Linked DNA regions of Mus musculus: region 2 is linked to region 1. Evidence: chromatin contacts called from public HiChIP or PLAC-seq data. All regions are on one chromosome and are shown on one strand. Each heading gives the region's core, a stretch centred on a gene start, on an enhancer-like site or on the middle of the called end of the contact. The rest is flanking DNA. Distances are from core to core; before and after follow the strand shown. Region 1 has its middle 61 kb from the start of Tnfaip3. Region 2 overlaps Gm33104 (predicted gene, 33104).

The links. HiChIP or PLAC-seq counts read pairs in DNA pulled down with a chosen protein or histone mark.
Region 2: an H3K27ac HiChIP or PLAC-seq map of regulatory T cells shows a contact between it and region 1, with 4 times the contacts expected there. The contact joins two enhancer-like sites. A contact is called at or near these places in 1 of 15 datasets of contacts at CTCF or cohesin (embryonic stem cells), 3 of 484 Hi-C or Micro-C datasets (cerebral cortex, palatal mesenchyme and ventricular fibroblasts) and 3 of 115 datasets of contacts at active chromatin or transcription factors (large pre-B cells, microglia and regulatory T cells).

Annotation. Positions count from the first base shown.
Region 1 is chr10:18,951,190-18,957,190 of GRCm38.p6, forward strand. No RefSeq gene overlaps it. Among named protein-coding and RNA genes, the nearest start is that of Tnfaip3, 61 kb to the right of the region's middle. Within about 2 kb of position 2,697, at least 18 of the 459 cell types and tissues checked have an H3K27ac peak or open chromatin away from gene starts, as enhancers often do. A contact at or near this core is called in regulatory T cells, where this site is marked.
Region 2 is chr10:19,503,466-19,509,466 of GRCm38.p6, forward strand. Gm33104 (predicted gene, 33104) reads left to right here. Exons shown (of 4, transcript NR_152784.1): 3 at 2,575-2,791; 4 at 3,326-3,853. Among named protein-coding and RNA genes, the nearest start is that of Gm33104, 20 kb to the left of the region's middle. Within about 2 kb of position 2,751, at least 81 of the 459 cell types and tissues checked have an H3K27ac peak or open chromatin away from gene starts, as enhancers often do. A contact at or near this core is called in regulatory T cells, where this site is marked.

The DNA of each region.
Region 1 (6,001 bases), core at 1,447-3,946:
CACTACGATTTTAAACCCTTTCATTCTTGGAATTCGAGTCTAAGTATGGGCTAACCACGTAATCTTCGATGGGCTGTTTTATCTCTGATCTTTGTTTCCTTCAATTTTGAGCATTTCATAAGGATTAGTCAATAGAGTGCTACTAGTATTATAGCAATACTTGGAGCTGTTGAAGGGTTGGGAAAATATCATATCATAGTCATAATAATATTGGTAGTATTTTTGAGGTCGTAGTATCTTATCATTAAACCTGTATAACTTTACTATGAAGTGGGCTCTATTTTTAACTTTGTGTCAAAACAAAACAAAATAAAATCACAAAAAATCAAGGCTTATAGAGACTCTTTTATCATTCAACTAACCTTTATAGAATGCTTTGTCTATAACCAGTTTTCTAGAAGCTCAGGATTCACCAGTACAAAACTTTCATTCTAGTAGAGAACATCAAATCAATGACTAAAACTACTACAGACTGTTCAGAGTTCTTCAAAGTAGACAACAGAGTCTTGTGGGAGTTTCTTAGATGGTTAGCTAACTCTCCATGGAGTAACCAAAGACGGAACAAGAAAGTATTCAGTTGTGAAGGCACTGCAGGGAAAGAGAAAAAAGTGTTCAAAATAAGATGGAACAATGCTGAAGAGCATCAGAAATGAGGTCTGCGGGTAATGAAGACACGAAGATCCCTCAGCACTGTGACAAAGAGCTGGACATTCATTTTCCTGCAATGGGGAGACTGACTAGGGAAAAAGCAGAACAATGATGATCTATCTAAGTTAAAACAGTTAAGTAACTATCTGATTTGGTGTGGTGAAAGGTTTATAAGGGCGTGTATGTGTGTGTGTGTGTGTGTGTGTGTGTGTGTGTGTGAGAGAGAGAGGGGGGGAGGGGGAGGGAGAGGGAGATGGGAGAACAGAAGAACAGGACTAAGGTAGATGAATGCATGTGAGTAATGAGACACCTGAATTTGATGTCTCACTGTATAATTCAGGCTGGCCTGGATCTCACCACGTAGTCCAGGCTTGCCACAAACTCATAGCAATCTCATATCCTAGATCTACCAAGTGTCAAGATGATAGGCATGAACACTCGGATGTTGTTACTTATCTTTGAGGTAGAGTCATTTTGACTGAATGATGGGTTTGGGGGGGGGGGATGAGAGAAAGCACTAGCCAGCAAAAGATCTCTAAGTTCAGCATCTAATCATCTTATAACCAATGATTAGAGTAAAAACAGGTTCTGAGAAAGAAATAGGGTATGCAAAGAAAGGAGGCACTTGAGTGAGGAGTTGAATGAGAGGGTTCCATGCAAGCGTCCAGATCTGGGGTCTGACAGGAGATAAAAATATGGGTCTGTTTGCATATACAGGAACTTAGAACCCGTGGCCTGAAGGAGAGAAGATACCCGGAGAAAAGGATCCTCCTCCAGTCTGAATGCTGAAAAACCCGAATCCTGATAGAAGAGACAGAGGTTAAGTGTCCAGGGATGTGAGGAGGGAAATTTGTTCCAGGTCATTAGTTAATAAGGAGTTGAATCCAAATTCTGAAGGCAGTGATTGTGAGGATTCCTGTGGGGTCAGACACAGAAAGAACCCTCTGCGTGGCCTCTGTGGCTCTTCCACTCCAAACTCCACATTTAGGCAGACTCTGAGAGATTCTCCCCTAGGTGGTCTCTAGGCACCATGGATGTTCCTAAAGCAGTCTAAAACATACAGGCATCTAGGTACTTCTTAAGGTGCTGTTTGGTAGATTGTAACACTACTACAACACCCATCTATATCTTCTCCCTCATTCACTCACTCATCCGTCAAATACTGCGTGTTTGCCATCAGATCCTGCAGTTCAAGCCCAGAGGATAACCTGGGAAATAACCCAGATGAAGTTTCTGCTCTTGCAGAGCTGATACTGGGAAGGGGGTTCCCCATTCCACCTCTGTGCCTTCATGGCTTCTCCATGGCTCATATTCATTCCCAGACTCACAAATGTTCTTTCTACCCTCCTCACCCTGTTCTTGCCCTCTACTTATTCAAATCCTCCATTTCTGTAGAAGACAGCATGTCTAAAAATAGCATGTTATGTTCTTGCTTGTGAGTACTGATCTATCTGCCTTTGGTTCTTGCTCCCTTCTGCAGAGATGCACACCTGCCTACAGAGAGATCAAGGGCCTCCCAGCAGACCCCAATATGGCAGCTTGTGCAGAGATAACAGATCTCTCTATATGCAAACTCATCAAAGAAGTAAGCCTAACAAAGCAGGCACATAGAAGGGGTTGGAATCTGAACCTTAGTGGGTGAATGTAGTGGGCATTGAGAGTTGCAGAGAAAAGAATGGAGTCAGAGGAAATAGTAAGTGGGATCTAACAAACTGCTTCAGGACACACAGGGAGAAGGCCAAGTCCAGGAGACCCAGGAAAGAGATTCTGGCTGTTCTAATTTATCCTACCTAGCACACTACCTGTCACTAGGATCAGAAACAGAGCTCTATTCTGTGCTTGTCTTAGGAGCCCAGGAGCAAGGGGAGCCTCCTGTAAGAAAGGTCAGTTCATCTTCAGCAGCACAAACTATATTAGGAACATTTTTCTGGGTGTTAACCTAATTAATACCAAAGCCTTCTCAATCACGGGGATTAGTCTAATGCTCTTCTATGAGTGGTGGGTCACTGGTGAGTTTTCTTATAGTCCAGTAGATGGAGCTATAGCTTTGAAAGGTTCTAGATGCTTCTATTGCTGTGCCCACAGGCTCTACCAAATGTAGGAAAGAAGGAATGAGGAATTAGCAATAGAAGAGTGTTAGTCAGTGTAAAGCAACTTGGTATAGAATCTGTGATTGTGTAGTTCCTGGTCTCAGTATCTGACCCCCAGAACACAATCAGTAGTGAATGAATACTGTGTCATCAGTTAGGAATAAAGTTAAAGTAACAATTCTCCCCTCCTTATTCTTTGTTTTGCTCTGATTGTTTGTATGTATATGCCTTTTGGACACTCATATCCAATTAAAATTTGGAATAACTATGTGAAACTTGCCTTCAGGTTCAAGTTGGTGCTTAAGAGAACATATTGGAAGAGACATACGCCCCAAAAAAAAAAAAAAAAAAAAAAAACAACAACAACAAAAAGCAACCAACCAACCAAACAAACAAACAAAAAAAACAAGAAAAAACCTGCTAGAGGCTCCCATCTGCTTCCCAGGCCCCAATACTGTGGCCTGGGCACTGTTTCTTGAAGGGTTTCCCTGCTACTTGCATCAGAGTTGTCGGATTTATTTGCCAAAATTCCGGTTCCTAGCCATACTCCAAACAATCAAATTTGGTTCTTTTGCAAACTAAGCGTAGAAATCTGTCTCAGATAGGAAGGGCAGCCAGCAATCACTTATCTGAATTCTCAAATTGTGAAGACTACTGAAGACTCTGGAAGGTATACATTTTTATTTTGTTTGGTTGTTTGTTTTATACACTCACAGTATAAAATCTGACCCATTTGCTATCTGAAGCCTAGTTCTCCATTTAGATTACCTGGCATAGAAATGCACACATCCTTTGTTATATAGATAGTAATGTGCTGGAGAAAAAGAATCTGCCCCTCACACTCTTGAGGACATCATGCAATGTATACTGAATTGTGACTCTAAAGTCCAAAGACTTTTTTGAGTTTAGAGGTATGGCCTAAATGTTTCAGATGATAGTCTTAAACTATGTTTTCAGGCCCTCTCTGAAGGTGATTTTTGAAGCAGGTATATTTCAGGTTCTGGGGTAGGGAGAGCCTAAATAAATAGTCTTGAGCAAGAGAAATAAAGATGCTTGCCACTAAACCCGATGGCCTGAGTTTAATCCCCAGAATCCACTTGACAGGAGAAAACTGACTCCTGCAAGTTGTCCTCCAACCACACAGTGTGCATAAGTATAAATATGAGTGTTCACAAACACACACACACACACACACACACACACACACACACACACACACACACACATACTTTTCTAACAAACAAACAAATAAAAAAAAATCTGGGGGGTTGCAATTCTCATCCCTGAAAATGAAGGATGATCTTAAAGACTTTTGATTCCTAAAATTTTGACTCTCATGTTTCTTCAATGAAAATTTTATTACTTGTATAAGTGTTAGATTATAGCACCTTACATAGTTTTGTTTTTAAATTTTGAAGAGAAAAATCTTTCTCTTTTAGATTTGTAAAAAGATTAATGGTGTGTGTGTGTGTGTGTGTGTGTGTGTGTGTGTGTGAAGGGAAAGAAATGTATTTAGGCTGTTTAATATTTTTATGTTCCAGGGCTGAGGGCATAGTTCAGGGTTACATGTTTGTCTGGCGCCAAACGATCCCCAACTTTGACCTCAGCATCCCATAAATTGAATGTGGTGAGGCAGAGACAAGAGGATCAGAAATTCAAGGTCATCTTTGGTTACATAGCAAGTTCAGTTCCAGGGCAGCCTAGAGTTAAATAAGATTCTGTCCAATAAGAAAGAAAGAAAAGAAAACAAAAGAAAGGAGAAAAGGAAAGAGAATAAAAGAGAAAAGAAAAGAAAAAAGAAAACTTTTGTGATCTAATGTATAACTACTAGAATCCAGAAGTCATGAATACAGAAGGAGTCATGGAATATTTTAGAACTCCATATAAGATATGGAGGACTAGAGAGGTAGACTAAAAGAAAACTGGAAATGCTTTCACTACCAGCACAGAACTTAATTAGGTCAAAAGTCAACAAGCTGCCTTCAGCAGAATTCTCATGATCCCAAAGCCACATGACTGGGATCTCTTTCTATATGGTGATGTTATAATTAATGATTATATAAAAAGCCCTATTAAGTTTTGAAACAAGATGTTAAAATGCCCAATTAAGACATTCATATAACACAAATTGGAACAAAACAAACAAACAAACAAACAAACAAAAAACGGAGGTCTAAGTTCACTTCCTCACGAACAATAGGCTGCGTTGTGTTCTTACACAAGGTGTCCATTGAAGTGCTGATGTCCAGCTCCTTCGCTGGAACCTTACTTGGAGATAGTAATGTTATACAGATAATCTGTGAACGTGTGAAATGCTAAATTAAAGGCTCTAGGATGAGCCCTGATCCACGTGCTTGTTTTCATATGGAAGGAAAGTCTGTGCTTGGAGATGCAGCTCCCTTGTTAAATTTTTTTTTTATCAATTCTTTGTGAGTAGTTTTACATCGTGTACCCCAATCCTACTCCCAGTTGTCTCCCCATCCTTTTATATCTTCCCCCAGCCCCACAAAAGCAAACAAATAAATAAAACATAAAAAAGCCTCATTGTGGAAGCTATAGTGTGTCACAGTGTCACACAGTACACATTTTGTCCACACTTCTTTACTTGCAAATGTTCATTGCAATGAGTCACTGGTCTGGTTCGACATCTCTGGCTTCTACTACACCATCAGTACTATCAGACTCTCCCCTGGACTCCTCTTGGATGTTCTGTTGTTAGCCTGTTTCCTGGAGATCCTGCAGCTTTGGCAGTTCATAGATGAGATCGATATTGGGGTGAGCCAACCCAAAGCCCTGGACTTGGGTTTGGATTTATAACAGTTTAAGTTGTTAACAACATAAATTTGCACAAAACCCTGTCCTTTAACTTCTCCTGTCCCCATGTTTTATTGTTAATGCCATTTACTTACTTATTTGTATATTGTGCCCCTTTAGGCCCTTAGTGGGCTTTCAGTTATCTTTAAGTCATTTGCTTATCACCATTATATTCTTGGGCTTTTTTTTGTACATGATTATAATTTTTTTCAATCAACTTCATATGTTTTCTTGTTGTCAGTTTCTTTCACTTCAACATGTAGGACTGGTTCCCTTTAGATTTCTCTTAACGAGTTTAATAATAGTAAAATACCACTGATTTTGTTTGGTTCAATACGTTTTCTTCATTCTTAAAAGACAGTCCTATGTGGCATAATATTGTTGTTGTACGCTAATTTCTTTCTCACATCCTTCTATCTCCTGACCCGAAAGATTTCTCCTAGAAAACC
Region 2 (6,001 bases), core at 1,501-4,000, 550 kb after region 1:
AGTTATTACATTAAAGTCAGCAACAGGTAAATCTAGTTTTAGGTTCAGAAACTGATATGACTTTGAAGTTTCAGAAATAGTAAAAAACTTTAACCCAGGACTTTTGATTCCATATAGAGTTATCAGGCATTCTACTATAAACAGAATTTTCTTTGCCATAAATGGTTATGATTGGGAAGAAAGAAAGAGAGAGAGAGAGAGAGAGAGAGAGAGAGAGAGAGAGAGAGAGAGAGAGAGAGAGGAAGAAAGAGAGAGAGAGAGGAAGGAAGGAAGGAAGAAAGGAGAGAGAGAGAAAGAGAGAGAGAGGAAGGAAGGAAGGAAGGAAGGAAGAAAGAGAGAGGGAGAGAGAAAGAGAGAGAGAGAGAGGAAGGAAGGAAGGAAGGAAGGAAGGAAGAGAGAGGGAGAGAGAAAGAGAGAGAGAGAGAAGAGGGAGAGAGGGAAGGAAAAAGAAAGGAACTTCACGGTCTAGGTAGACAGCTAACTGAGGCACCCCCAGCTCTCCTGAGCCCCTCTTCCCCTGAGATTCAGTCTGAGCTCACAGCCCTGCCCTACTCTTCAACAACAGCTCCTCCCCACCCTCATTGCATTTCCTCCTTTTGTAGTTTCTGGCAGTCATTGGGCAGGAGAAAGCCCCCAACATGAAAGATCCCTAAGGACTGGTGTCTTTCCTTTTGACTCACTGATGAGCTCCAGTATTCCCTGGGAACAAATGTAAACGTCATCTAGACATTTCCACCCATTGCTCTTTCAGCAGCTGAATTTTTTTATTTAAATCAGCTCATCTGGGTCCTGAGTAGCCTGGCTGTCTTAACACTGCCCTAACCAACGTCCACAGAGTTCATGTGCATGAGAGGCACCACATAGACATTTTCAGTTCCGTTCTCAGAGTTCCATCTAGACAAGCCTTCTTTATAAACATGTGCAGTAAAAGCCCCAGATCCTGGGGTCTCAATGAGGGTAGGTTCAGCTGTATGTTCTAATGGCCAAAGAAAGCAGTAGGAAGGCAGGAAGGAGCTTAATTCTACAGGGCTGTATCAGCAAGAGGAGGGTGACTGCATAACTTACTATCTGTCTTCAAGGAGCTGACAAGGACTTTGAGGTTTTACACAAAGAACAAAGACAAAGAGGGGGTTGAGGAGCCGATAGAGCAGAGCCTTGGTCTGGCCACTGGGTTGATTGCTATCTCAGGTCTGGTTCTTCGAGGTTCAACTAGCTCAGGGGAAATCGTTAGCATGTTGGCTGCCATGCAACGAAGAACAGTTTCACCTTAGGGTGACCTAGTGCCCAGCTCTCCATTCCTAGAAATGACTCCCAACTCATCAGGAAAGCAGCACCTCAGAGAGGCAAGGCAGAGTCAGACACAAAGTGGAACTCGGTCACTGTCTGGGCTTGCCTTCAATCGTAATTGTTTTTAAAAGTCCTCCAGAGGAGGAAAAGTAAATTTCAAAGATTCACAAGGAAAGAAACCACAGGGGTCACCATGATGGAGCAAAACTGAAACAGTCCTCTGAGTTTTTTTAATTCACTTAGAACTTTTACAGAGTGTCTGCTGAACACCAGTTCAAGTGCTGGTCTAGCTCAGATAGAATCCAGATACTCTATTTTACATTCATTCTCTCTCTCTCTCTCTCTCTCTCTCTCTCTCTCTCTCTCTCGGTGTGTGTGTGTGTGTGTGTGTGTGTGTGTGTGTGTGTGTGTGTAGATCACAGCTACCCAAAGATTTGAAGAATGAGAAGATTTTTTAACACCAGAAACACTTTTAATAAGAATCCCCCGTACTTCCAAAAAGTAGTTCTTTGGATATTCATGGTGCTTTCTATCTCATTCCTTGTCCCTCTCCTCTCTCTTTTAAAGTATGCAATTTATTGGTTTTAAGCAAGGACACTCAGACAGATGACACCCTAAAATATGTTTTTGACTTCAACCTACTAAGTGTTAGAGGAGCTACAAATGCAAGGATCACCTTCCCCAGGAGTTCTCTCTTCTACCCAAATAGCAGATCTGTCAAGGAAGAAGCTATCTTTGGTCCTCTTATTGAAGCCTTATTAACCAAGCAAGATGAAATCTAAACCATATGAGAGAATGAAAATTAAACAGCATCTCCAGGGCCCAGAGACGGGAGCAAACTCTCCCTTCTGTAACTTGCTTTTTGGTCATGGTATTTCATCATGGCAACAACAACAAAAATTATCTAATATAAATCAATGAACTGATCAGATGATAAACAGATGATTGATAGATAGATAGATAGATAGATAGATAGATAGATAGATAGATGATAGATAGATAGATGATAGATAGATATATAGATAGATAGATGATAGATAGATGATAGATAGATAGATAGATAGATAGATAGATAGATAGATAGATAGATAGATAGATAGATCGACAGATAGATAGATAGATAGGAAAGATACCCACAGTCTGGGCCCTGTAGAGAGGCTCATATATTTCTTACTTAAGTACATGACAGAACATCAGTGAAGTTGGAAAGTATCTTATAATGAATTGAAACCTCCGGCAAACTTCAAAAGTTAAAATGAAACCTGTTTTTCTCTTTCCAACTCCCAGGCAACTTGCTCCCTAATGTGGGACTATCTGCTCCTCGCCGGCCTGCTATTGTGTGTCACTTAACAAGCGTCCAGGCTTGTCACCATGCCTCACATTGACATCTGTCAGCACCCTCAGTCCCTTACATCATTCATAACCAACAGACGTCCTTGTGGTTTCACACTGACCCAGCCCAATTCTTAGTAAAACCGCTTCCAGTTGACACTGGTGCTGAATGGTAAGAAGTCAGAACAGAACACAAACAAACCAACATCAAGGTGTAATTGATGCTCTCACTAGCTGATGAGGAGAAAAATCTTGATATAGCATTCTCATTGTAGGATTTCCAAAACTCTGTTGAAAATAGTCATGATTTCTTCCTGGAAAGGAATAGAAAGGCTCTAGATGTCTTGTGGAGTCAGCATGATGTGACACTTACAGGTTCTACTTATTTGGAGACAGTAGAAATCAGAGAGAAGGAGAAAGGGAAAGAGGGAGAGAGGGAGGGAGGGAGAGAGGAGGAAGGAGGGAAGAGGAAGAGGAACAGAGAGAGGAGAGCCCATAAGCTTGCCAAATCTCAGCTTTCCTTCCCCTTTCCTCTGTGCCTGCCCAAACCAGCTTTAGCCTGAATAACATTTGAGACCTGGCTTCTGGGAGCCCTGCCCTAAGCTGTTATGTAATTGCAGGGTGTCCTGGCTGGGAAGCAAGGGTGCTTCAGGCTTTCTGCTAACTCCAAAGTCCCATTTATTTCTGGTCCTGTTCTCCTCTCCAGGAAGAAACACACCAGGTCCTTTAGCTGTTAGAAACTCTGGAATCTCTCTGTGGATCTCTTCTCCCTTTGATGCTGAGCAGTTTGATCCTTCTCCTGACCTCTGAACTCCAACCCTTGGAAGAACTTGTCCCCCTTTCTAATCACCTTCTTCTGTACATCTTCAACATTTTCCTTCCAAACCATACATCCCTGTGAGGAGTGGGTGTGGCAGCAGTCTCAAGATGGCACCCGGGACTGCAGCCAAGTCTTATGACTTGCACCTGACTTCCTCATACACCTGAAAATAAGCCACGACCATCGCGAGAACTGCGCAGGTGCACCATGATGCAAGATCGGACCATATGACGAGTGATGATTCTGGTCAATGAACTGTTGTTACGTGGACTGGGCTGATGGGGTGTGGTTGAGAGGATATATAAGGGATTGCGATTGGGGGTGGGTTGTTGTTTTTTCCTGGAGAGATTGATTTCTGGAGAGAGATTCATGCATGATGTTGAAAGGTTCCTGAATAAACTGCTTTGAGAAGTACGTAGTGTCGCTCTTTTCTGCTGGTTGGAATAGGAGGCGACACATCCCATATAATTAAAGGCCTTAGAGTGTGGGAGTCTCTTTTCACATTTAAAGAAACACTGTTTATTTGAGACAGGGTCTGCTGTAGCTATGGCTGGCCACAAACGTACTACAGGGACAAAGACGACCTTGGACTTCTGATCCCCCTGCCCTCACCTCCTAGATTCTGAAGGTAAATCCAGGATTGCAGGCACGCATGCTCTGTCGAGCCCGTTTTATATACTGCTGAGGATCAACCCAAGGCTTTGTGGGTGCCCCATGCCAAGAACCCCCTTCTAGTGATCCAACTGTGGCAAATAGTGCTTAGCAAAGTGTGCTTATCCTTTCTTGTTACCAGTTCTGCTTCAAAGCATCACAAACTCTTATTTGTCCACCAGTGTAGCAACAGAAGAGCCGATGCTGAGAACAGGAGGCACTGAGGGGCAGCGAGGGGGCAGGGTCTCCTTGGGGAGCTTGTAGAAGGCCATGCATGCTATCAGGAAAGCATTGCTTTGCTTCCAGTGAGATGTAAAAGCACTGAGTGCTTTGTAGCAGATACATGACCAATCTGTTCTAGGTTTACCAGCGGCTGAGCTCTGATTTGCAGTTGACTCAGGCCAGGACAACAGCACAGCTCAAAGGAGATGCCAATAGACAGGGCAAATTGGCTAAATGGGATGGTGGGAGCCACCACACCTTAGAAACGGTGCAGTTCCTGGGTGGCTTCTAAGTCACCCTCTGGCCCTCCTGTTAACTCCTGACCTTTGTCCACTTTATCACATGATCATCCTGACTTCCATATTTGTAACAGCACACACCTCTCCTCTCAACTCCTGACCTGAACAAATCTCAGACCAGCAATGGCACTCTCTAAGTTCCTTGTCCAATGGCCAAACTTCCTACTTGGCCCAGAAGTTTCCACTGAGGAAGTCCTCACTCTTCTCTTCATTTGGTTCACTTCCTCCCCCACCTCATCCCCATCCAGCAGCCATGTCTCACATCAATCAATGGACCAAGCATCCCTAACTGCCTCCCTGTCTCACCCTCTTTCCCCTTTGACCTCAGCATTCCTCAATGTGGCCAAGTCAACCAGTCTTCCTCTCGCTCCTTCCCTGCCAAGTGCTTCAAGCCCTTTGGGACCAGTTTGAAGCTGTTGCATGGTAACAGTGCAGCCTCTGGCCTCACTCGCCTGTGCCTTCTCTGGCTATTTCTGTCGCTCACATCCTCTTCCTGGGATGCATGGCTGCTCACTGTGACTCTAGTCTTGTTCTTTCTATATTCCTCATTGTGCTTCCTCTTGGTAAGGGGCACTGCCCCAACAATAATAAGACCCCGTTCATTGGACGGGTGTGATAGGACATGCCTGTAATCCCCACACTAGGGAAACAGAGGTAGGAGAATCACAAGTTCAAAGTCAGCTAAATAAGTCATGGCCAAGCCAGGCTATATGAGGAGATTTAGTAATCAGCAGTTGTAACTATTCTGTAGCTTCCTAAGGATATGTTTAAAATAGAATGCTCAAAAAAACAAAAAACAAAAAACAGTGCTGGCATAAGGGTAGTCTGACTGGGTACCCGACTTTCTTTCAGTTCTTTCTTAGGGTCGCCAACGCCAACTAAGAAGTCAAGTCTCCCATCCCAAAACATCGTTCCCCATTTACAGGAAGCTGAACATTGAAAGAAACACTTCTGATAATGTGTCATCAGTGATATTATTAGTGATTTTAATAGTGATCTAATAAGGCTGCCTTTTGCTCCAGGGAGAGTAGATTCCACCTATAACTATCCACTTGTGGTATTTTAGGACAGCAACCTTGGAGAGAAAAAGGAAATTGCTTTCTTCTACCAAACAAACAAATAAACAAACCACAAAAAAAAAAAAAAAAAAAAAAAAAAAAAGACAACCTAAACTAGTCACTGTCCCTTACGTGGCTTAAAGGTGCTGCCATTCCTGGGGCTGTGTGAAGAAGGTAATAGAACAACCTGTGTTTGGATTGATGCTTCAGGTGCTCAGGTCCTGGGGAGTCCCTGAGACGATCTCTCTGGATGGGGAAAGAGGACGGACATCTTTGATAGGGCAGATGAGAGCCGTTCAGCCTGTGGGTGAATGGGTTTGCAGATTGCATGA